Regions from separate parts of the Rattus norvegicus genome. Here region 2 is linked to region 1. A link is a contact called in public Hi-C data. All regions are on one chromosome and are shown on one strand. Each heading gives the region's core, a stretch centred on a gene start, on an enhancer-like site or on the middle of the called end of the contact. The rest is flanking DNA. Distances are from core to core; before and after follow the strand shown. Region 1 has its middle 9.2 kb from the start of Wnt3. Region 2 overlaps Nsf (N-ethylmaleimide sensitive factor, vesicle fusing ATPase).

The links. Hi-C and Micro-C count contacts between places; a contact is called where the count stands out from the background.
Region 2: a Hi-C map of the A7r5 cell line shows a contact between it and region 1, with 9 times the contacts expected there. The contact joins two enhancer-like sites. A contact is called at or near these places in 12 of 12 Hi-C or Micro-C datasets (the A7r5 cell line, the Rat2 cell line, Schwann cells and 7 more) and 1 of 1 datasets of contacts at active chromatin or transcription factors (oligodendrocytes).

Annotation. Positions count from the first base shown.
Region 1 is chr10:89,168,812-89,173,331 of GRCr8, forward strand. No RefSeq gene overlaps it. Among named protein-coding and RNA genes, the nearest start is that of Wnt3, 9.2 kb to the right of the region's middle. Within about 2 kb of position 2,165, at least 4 of the 93 cell types and tissues checked have an H3K27ac peak or open chromatin away from gene starts, as enhancers often do. A contact at or near this core is called in the A7r5 cell line, where this site is marked.
Region 2 is chr10:89,309,235-89,313,754 of GRCr8, forward strand. The region is part of intron 8 of Nsf (N-ethylmaleimide sensitive factor, vesicle fusing ATPase); the gene reads right to left. Among named protein-coding and RNA genes, the nearest start is that of Nsf, 46 kb to the right of the region's middle. Within about 2 kb of position 2,102, at least 4 of the 93 cell types and tissues checked have an H3K27ac peak or open chromatin away from gene starts, as enhancers often do. A contact at or near this core is called in the A7r5 cell line, where this site is marked.

The DNA.
Region 1 (4,520 bases), core at 915-3,414:
ATGTGCTGTGTTCACGCAGACGAGGTTGGCATGACACTGTCCTCCACATAGCCCCTCGGAGTGATTCACGAGCGCGTTTCCCCAGTGCCCACTCCATTTCCAATTGATAGATGGTGTCATTACAAAAATGCACATGGTGCTCACAGATTCTCCTCTGTAGGGCACCTTCAGTGCTGCTCAGTGTGCAGGGCTCTACATGTCTACTCTAAAGGCACACACCAGCCCTGTCCTCTTCGAGGTGGACAGATTGTTTGCTGTTTCTATGCACATGCCCAGAAGAAGATGTCAACGCCTCCCCGGAAAGCCAGGTTCGGCCCTTTGGAATGACAACCCCAGCTTTGAAGGTCTAAATTCACATCTCAGCTCCTAAACATACTACCTGGCTTTGACCAGCCCTCCAGACTCCCTGGGCCATACATAGGTCCCTCATTTGTGAAACATGGATATCGCCAACCAGCTCCTATTTAGGGCTCTAGCATGGATTATTGGGAAACAACAACAACAAAAATATATGGAGAGATCAGAGCCTGCTGCTCACTGAGCCCCTCATCACATCCCTCCAAGATATTTCTCCCACGATGACCCCATGCCCCATCTGAGGGATATCAGCAACCAGCACTCAGGCATCATACCAGGGTTGGTTGATTCTATATCAGAACGGAGGATATGGGGAACGGAAGTGCTGTGACACACTGGCCAACGTCTTTTATGCTAAGACCTCCTGAAAGCAGAGGGTTCTTTCATGAACTTTGCCACAAATGTGTGTGTAGATGAGAGAGACCGCTCTTTAACATGTACAGATCGATCTCTTCAACCACACCTCTAGTTTTTAAATCATCCCCGCCGGCGACAAGCTGCCCACCTAGGTGTCTGGGGTAAAGGCCATCAGCACATCGCCCTGTGGTCTAGACCAACTCGCCTCCAGCCTGGCGCACGGGAGGAGGCCGGCCACTCTCCCCAAAGGCTTGTGTGTGCCAGCACTTTGAATATGTCAGGTGTCAGACGCAGCGCTCTGTTTGTCCCTCCTGTTTCCTTAGCGGGTGATAGTTTTAATCATTGATGTCTGTTATGTGACGGGATTGAACTCTGCCCTCCTTTTATCGGGGCAATAAAACACAAAGGCATACAAAGCGCGTGCCAGATGTGTGTTTGTCCTTTGCCCTCAAAACCTACCAGACACACAGAATATACAAAGAACTAGGCCCTACTTCTGGGGACATGACCAAGCAATGCGGGTCCTGAAACTCTCTTTTGTGACTGAAATCCAAACACAAGCAACAGTGCAAAGGACGGCTTTGGACCCTGCCTTTCCCTGGACTCCTATGCACCCCCCTGAGGCTATCCCTAGGGGAGGGAAGGGGGGCCCTCCAGTCTCTCGCTGCTATTCATGTATTCTCCAGCAGGTGTCACTCTCATCCTTACCATCCACCCAGACCTCGGGTCCTAGGTCTTTCAGGGTACAATTCCCAGGAGGCCTATGGTGGCCTAGAGCTCTTGCCACTTCACTGTCTCCCAAGATCACTTCAGGGAAGGGCTATGGTTCAGAGAAGGTGATTCAAGCTCACCATCTCAGATGGAGAGTAGAGTGGACAAGGACCTGGACACACTCCCTTCCTGCCATCCTAGGTGGGTCTCTCCATCCCGTATGGAGGCGCCTGTTACTTCACTCATGTGACTTCTAGCCCTGAGCTTTTGGAAACAAACCTTGGTGACTTATCTGGGTCACTCTGGGTTGGTAAGTCACTAAACTGAGATAGATTTGAAAGGCATAGAGAGAGTGGCTGAAGTCAGGGAGGTTCCTAGGGGGAGACTTCCATCTCAAGAAATAAAGCCATGAACCCAGACCCACCTAAGACCCAGAAGAGAGATAGGGGTGTGTGGCTGTACTACAGCCCTTGTCTAGCATAGATGAGGCCATGGGTTTAATTTCCAGAACATGGAAGAGAGAGAGAGAGAGAGAGAGAGAGAGAGAGAGAGAGAGAGAGAGAGACAGTCAGACACAGAGACAGAGAGACAGAGAGAGACAGGAGAGAGTGAGAAGAGCACACAATGTCTGATTTTTTTTTTCAGTACTTCTCCCTGCCATACTTTTCCTGACTCTTCCCCCACAGAGCAATACCTGGGAATAGCCAGAGAAATTTGGCAGGGGGAGGAGGCTGTGCACACAGGAATGTCTGCTCATGGCAGCCTCCAACCAGCCAGCTGTGCCCCCAATGACTAAACAGATGTCAGCAGTTCAGCCCGAGAACCGAGAAGACAGCTGTTCATCTCCTGCCAACACCGGTTCTGAGTCTCAGGGGATTGGTGATGAGGCCAGAAGGGGATTTGGTCTCAGCAGCCTTGGCCCAGGGGACTTCTGCTCTCACAGGAACCTGGAAGGGCTCAGCCCAGCTTCCACGGCCCCATGAGGCCCACGAGCCACAGCACCTGTCCCAGCCCGCTCAGGTAATGCATCTCCCACGAACGGCCAGGGGTCTGGATCCTTGAGTCCTTACTTTCACCACAGTTCTTGTCAGCATAGCCCCCTGGTTACGTGGTGGACCCCATCTGGCCACAGACCTGGCCACCAGTAGCTACAGGTACATTCTCCAAGTGTTAAGACCCAGCCCCAGGTGACTCGTTTTCTCCATGAACGAGAATGCCAGCTCCAAGACTTGGCTCCTGAGCGTCCCTTCTGAGTTTTCCGTTGAGAAGCCCTGGATTTCACACACTCCCTCCCAAACCCCAATGAACCCCCAGTCACCCAAAACCAACAGAAATGTCTTTCCTTGGAGAAACCATGACACACCCCTTGTCTCGATATCCTGTCAACACTGCTGGCTTCCTGGGGCCCTGGCTGGTATGTGTCACCTCAGAAGTGTCTGGGGCATTTCAGCAGCTAGGACCACCGGCTCCTGAATCTTTTTTTTTTTCCAGAGACTCTGTGGGCCAGCCCCGTTCATCTGTAACCTCCAGGAGGGGGAGGGCTAGGGGCACAAGAGGCTCTTGCGGCAGTGGGGGGGGGCAGGGGCTCCCCTAACTGCAGAGGCTAGCTTTACACCCCAGCAACACATGTCCCCCTTTATGGCCCGGGTTTTCTCTCGGTGCTTAAAGGCAACTGAGAAAAGAGCAGGGCTGATTCTGGCTGCCTGGCCGTCTCCTGGCAACGGGCCTGGCAGGAGGTCTTTCTTTCTCCCCCCCCAACCTCCCTTCTTTTCTCCACCCACCCCCCCTTTTCCTTTCCCCCCTGTGTCTTGTGTTGTGTATCATTAAAACTTCCCTCCCAGCCACTTGGCTGCCAGCAACCAGGCCCTTCTGGGGCCAGTTCCCTCCGGGCAGATCAGCTGGCCCCAGGGGTGCAGGATTGGAGGGGTCAAGCCCCCAGAGTGGCAGCTTTGTGTGATGGAACGAGGCTTAAACTCCAGTTGGCAACCTTCAGTACATTCATGGGGGCAGCCACCACTGTGTGCACACAAGCGCGTGTGCATGCTGCACCTTCTATGTCTCTTCTCCCCTCCCTTCCGGGACCCCGGTATCTCCCCAGACTGCTTGGAGCATGCCAAGAGGGCCGGTGGACACTGCCCCAGCCCTGAGAGTAGTGTACCTCCTGGGGCTAGATGCCACCCTCACCTATACCAAGTGTCATGGAAGGTTGAGGTAGCCACTTCCAGGGACCCACAGCTAAAGCTCCTGTTTGGTGTCCTGGTCTGTCCTGTGAGACAAGGACATCAAGGATAGTGACCATTAGTAATGGTGGAGAAATAGAATGCCCAGTCATTAGCTGTCGCAACCAAAAGGACTCTTAATTAGGTCACACCAATCTACAGGAATGGTCATAGTCAAAGAGGGTCAGTACAGTGCCTATGACCACGAAGCCCAACAACAGAAAACTTGGCTGGGGGCCCTGTGGCTCCCCACCCCCTCACATTCTGATTGAGGACAGCAGGTTGAGCTTCTCTGGGCCCTGACCTGTCTACCTTTACAACAGTGTCTGAAGTAGGTATCTGAACAGCTTTCTTCCTCTCCTTGTCCTCCCACTCCTGAGGAGAGACTCTCATGGACCAAAAGGGTGAACCAAAGCATTGCCCAGATCCCCTGGACAGCAGAGAGGCCATCAAACTTCCTGCCCTACTGGGAATATCTGGGCCACAGAGGACTCACTACTGACTCATACGGTCACCCTACTAACTGGTCAGGCTGGAGTATTGTCCCCAAGTATGTCCAATACTTTGAGCACCAGATGCTATTGTAGGGGAGGAACTCAATGCTACCTACCTTTGGCTGCAAGGAGTGGGATTAGGAAAATATATCATCTTGAGTCACACACACACACACACACACACACACACACACACACACACACACACAAAATCCAAGATGGGATTCTGAGGGCAGTTAATGCCTTGAGAGACTCAGTTTCTTCCACCCTGGTCTAAAGTCTCTACTTCAGTCTCAGTCAGGTATTCTTATAGCATCCCACCAAGATATAATAATGTCCCAACGAGGGGTAACTGGATAGCAGTGCCCCAAAGCAGGAGACT
Region 2 (4,520 bases), core at 852-3,351, 140 kb after region 1:
GCCATGCTGGGCTCAAAGCTGCTCCTACTGTTTACTGGGTGTCTTGGATTAACTCCTTTACTTCTCTCCCTGAGCCTTGGTTTCTTGCTCCATAAAATGGGAACAATACAGGAGACACCTCACAAGGTTGTTGTGAGAATTAAACACGTTAATGTATAAAACACAAGCCAAGCATTTAGAACAGGGTCTCCTGATTCACAAGTGCTAGCACTCAGTGGCGGCAGCCATAAGACAGAAGAGGCACTGTTTCACTGCAGGGTCAGGGGGCGCTGATTCCTCAAGAGGCTTCTGATTCCTGAAGATAAATTTGGATGTGGTTTTGCAGTTGTCAGAAATTCTGCTCTCCCAAGTCATCCTTCTTCTACTCTTTCCTCTCTCGTGTTTCTTAGCCAGACACCTAAAGGCCTCCACAAAAATATTTGTTTGCCCATTTGGAGAGAAGACACAGGAGTACACCCATCACTATGTGGGAACTACTGAGAACAGAGTTGACAGGACATTATTACCTATCAAGAAACCCTTTCTCCCGTCAGTGGAGTAGGACAGGTGTCTTGCCTGCCCCCTGCCACTCAGCCATCAGGGAATCTGGGCCTGGAACCCTTTGAGCTTTGTGAAGGCCAAGGGACAGACCTATGCCAGATGTCTTTCTGTTCTAAGGGTCATCCTAAGAGATAGCCTGAGCTAATATCTCACCTGAAGACAGCCTGTGCTGGTATCTATTTGCTTGTTTTAAAACTGTACAATCTTAAACAAACTAATAAAAAACACAGACCAGGGCTGGGTATGGCGGTACATCTTTTAATTCCCGCTCTCAGGAGAGATGAAACAGACAGATCTCTGAGAGTTCAAGGCCAGCCTGGTTTACAGAGTGAGTTCTTAGACAGCCAGGACTATAAAGAGACACCTTGTATTAAAAAAAAAAAAAAAAAAAAAAAAAAAAAGTACGTGCTCAAAATACACAGAGAAACAGAAAAGAAACAAGGTTTCTGTTTGGTCTTCACCCCTTACAGAAGCAAACATTTTCTTCCTATTCAGTGGGTCTTTTATATTACATTTATTTGTTTTACTTTGTTTTGTTTTGAGACAGGGTTTTCTCTGTGTAGCCCTGGCTGTCCTAGAACTTGTTCTGTAAATCAGGCTGGCCTTGAATTCAGAGATCCACCTGCCTCTGCCTCCCAAAGGCGTGTGCCACCATGCCCGGCTGGCATGTTTTGTTATTCATGTCTGTATTTTACGGTGCTGTGCCCCACAGCTCCCCTTGTCATTTCTTTCCTGGGGCACAGTCGGGTCATCTTTTAAACGTTTTTGGAGGTTTGTTTGCTAGCTTGTCTGGTTGCTTGTTACTATTGGGGATTGAACCTGGGACTTGATGGCACGCCGGTCTAGCCTTCTCTCGCAGAGCTGCATACTCCAGAGATTACACTTTAGCTCTAATGACCCAGTTATTGGCAACGCCAATGTTCCCAGGAAATCTGATCCACTATGTACTCTACCAGCTGACTGCACCGCCCAAAGACGGACTTTTCAAAAGTCTGCTTATAAACTTTAAAACACTGCCTGACTCGGCATGCGGTCTCGAGATACAGACGCAGCTACATTATTCCTATTCAAGGGTAAATGTGATATAAACGTTAAAAAGCAGTGGGACTAGGTGTTGTGTTCCGTGTCTCTAATTCTGGCACTCGGCAGACTGAGGCAGGTGGCTCACATGTGAGGCCAGTCGGTGCTGCACAGTGATTTCCAGGCCAGCCTGGGCTAGAAAAGGAAAGGAAGAAGGGAGATCAGAAAGGAGTGGGCAGGGGAGGCAAACAATGAGAAAGAAATCCAGGGTAAAACACATTTCTACCTGCACAAGGCTGCCTTACCTCTAGGTGTCCTGTGTCAAGCACATACCCCTTGCCTCTATCCTGCAGAAGAGACGGTGGAGTTGCAGGATCATAAACTATTTTCTTTGAGTTAGAAAAAGAACGAATGAAAACCTTTCTACTGATCCTGACCTGAAGTGAGAATTAGTAAGTCTTGCATTCCTTAAATCCAGCCCAAAGGCTGGGAGAGAGGCCTGCGTCTCCCCATGGTGAGCAACTGCTTTCTCTTCCTCTGCTAATAAATTACAGGCAGACTTGAACAGATGTCAGGTTGGCATCCAAAACCTAAAATATAGCTGAAAAGCAAGTTATGACTAATACAAGGAAAAAAAGATGAATGTCAGAAACCTTCATTTTTTTTCCCTCCCCTTTTTTCAAATTTCAGATAAGCTCTTTAGCCTCAGGGCTCCGTTTACAGAGCCCGGGAGTTCGCAGAGATGTCTTAACCCCCATTTAAATTGCAACCTCTCCTCCTGAGTGGGGGTGTGAAATGCATTCCCAGACTGTCAGTGTTTATGTTAATCTTAGAGAGAACTCCCTTCTCCACAACATGGCGCTCACAGAGCTCAGAGCCCTTTCTTCCCCTATGGCTTACTCAGGGTGTTCTTAGCATTCGAGAGACTCTGGGTGTGACTGAAAGGCCCCTTATAGCCTCCAGAGGAGAGAGCTGCTTTCCTCCTGAATTTCAAAAGAATTCTTAGGCACGAAGGTTGGAAATGGACTTAGTCAGGGAGGGACAGGGAAAGGGAGACAAAAACAACAGATTCAAAGAGTGGGTCAGAAGTGACTCTGTGTCCCTTCGCCTTTTCCCTGGCTCTCAAGACACAGCCCCTCTCCACGGGGAGCTGTAAACCTACTCCCGGGATGCTGTTCAAAGCCGCTGAGTGACTTGCTAGCTGATATTCCAGTGCTCTTAAAAATTTGTTCTTTGGCTCTAACATTTATGAGGTTATTGCCAGGGGTGCTGAAAATGAAGTTTCTTTGTAGAAACACCCGTTGCCAACATAAGAGCTACAATGAGAAGTGAGGTGATTCATCACTCATTTATCCATCCCGACTATTCCTCACAAAACTGCGCATAAGGGGTAAGCACAGTAAATGTCTGAACAGGACATCTGAGAATGCTCAAGGGCAGCAGCCATTAGCTACCAAGCTCACTCAAGTCACCTTCCAACACGACCTTCTAAGCTACACACTGCTGTGTTGGTACAAATGGTGGCGCTGTTATCCAGGGTAGAAAGAACTTAAGGATTTCGTGTGTGTGTGTGTGTGTGTGTGTGTGTGTGTGTGTGTGTGTCTCTCTCTCTCTGTGTGTGTGTGTGTGTGTGTGTGTGTGTGTGTGTGTATTGTTGTTGTTGTTGTTGTTATTGTTGAAACAGGCTTTCTCTATGTATCAGAGCCCTGGCTGTTCTGGAACTCATTTTATAGACCAGACTAGCCTCAAACTCAGAGAGCCATCTGCTTGCCTCTGCCTCCAGAGTGCTGGGATTAAAGGCAAGTGCCACCAAGCCCAGCTAGAATTTCCTTAGTTTTAGTTCTCTAAAAAAGTATATTTAAAAGCAGGAAGGTATATACCATGCATTTGAAAATACCTGAAGACAAAGACGCTAGCATGGGATCAGGGAGAGTTGTCTGCAGGAATACGACCTCATCTGTTCTCTAGGTCTACCCATAACTGTGTCTCTGCTTAAACCCTTTTGTCACTCTTGTCACAATATTCTAATCTCTATTTGCAGTTTTTAGAAGAAAATATGAAATTTTACAACCAAGTGAAAGATATAAGTTACCCAAAGATGTGACCAGTCTCATAGACACAATTAAGGGGGGGGGGTTATCTCACTTTCTAAATTAGAAATATACATGCAAATCCAATTAACATTCTTATTTTAATGTAAGTATAATTCCAGACGTCACAGGAGAGACCATCTGTTGAGCCTAAAATAAAGTTTCCAGCTACAATAATCTACAGAAATTATTTTCTAAATATTTTCTCACTCGATTGACTTACCTCAGCGTACACTGTCTAGTTATTAGACCCACAACATACATCATTAACTCTACTTAGTGAACAAAGAGTGAAAAACAACCAGTCAATCTCATTCCCGCCCAGCATGGGAAGGGTCATAAAGCATGGCTAAGTAACACGTTGATTTAAGTGAACACGCGTGATTTCGTTCATATTTGGCCTGGTTGTTTCTCAGCCTTTCGTCCAAGCCCAAGTGTATATTGGATTCTCATGTAGAGCTTGTCGCCTATACCAAGCCAAATGATAAGTGTGTGACCAAATTCCTCCTGGAGGGCAATGCAATGCTCTATTAATCCCCCCAAAATTTAAAGAAAAAAGAGAACCTTAAGAAATGATATCTACAGAAAGATAGTTCTTTCCCAGACAGCAAACCCTTTTTTTAGAAAGGGATACTCGGGCACCTCCTTTAAAACAAGGAAAGCAGCAGAGTTTCGCTGTTTTTGTTGTTTGTTGTTTTGCTGTTAGTTCAGCTGGAAGTTCAGGTACCTTTACAGCAGGCTGCTACTAAACGTACAGCACGCGCTCCTTGGTGGGACACAATCACTCGGGGAACTTTTAAAAGGATAAAACTTTTATCTTTTTGGTCTTAAAATAGTGTAAGTGTAGTAAAAAACTAACGAACAACAAAG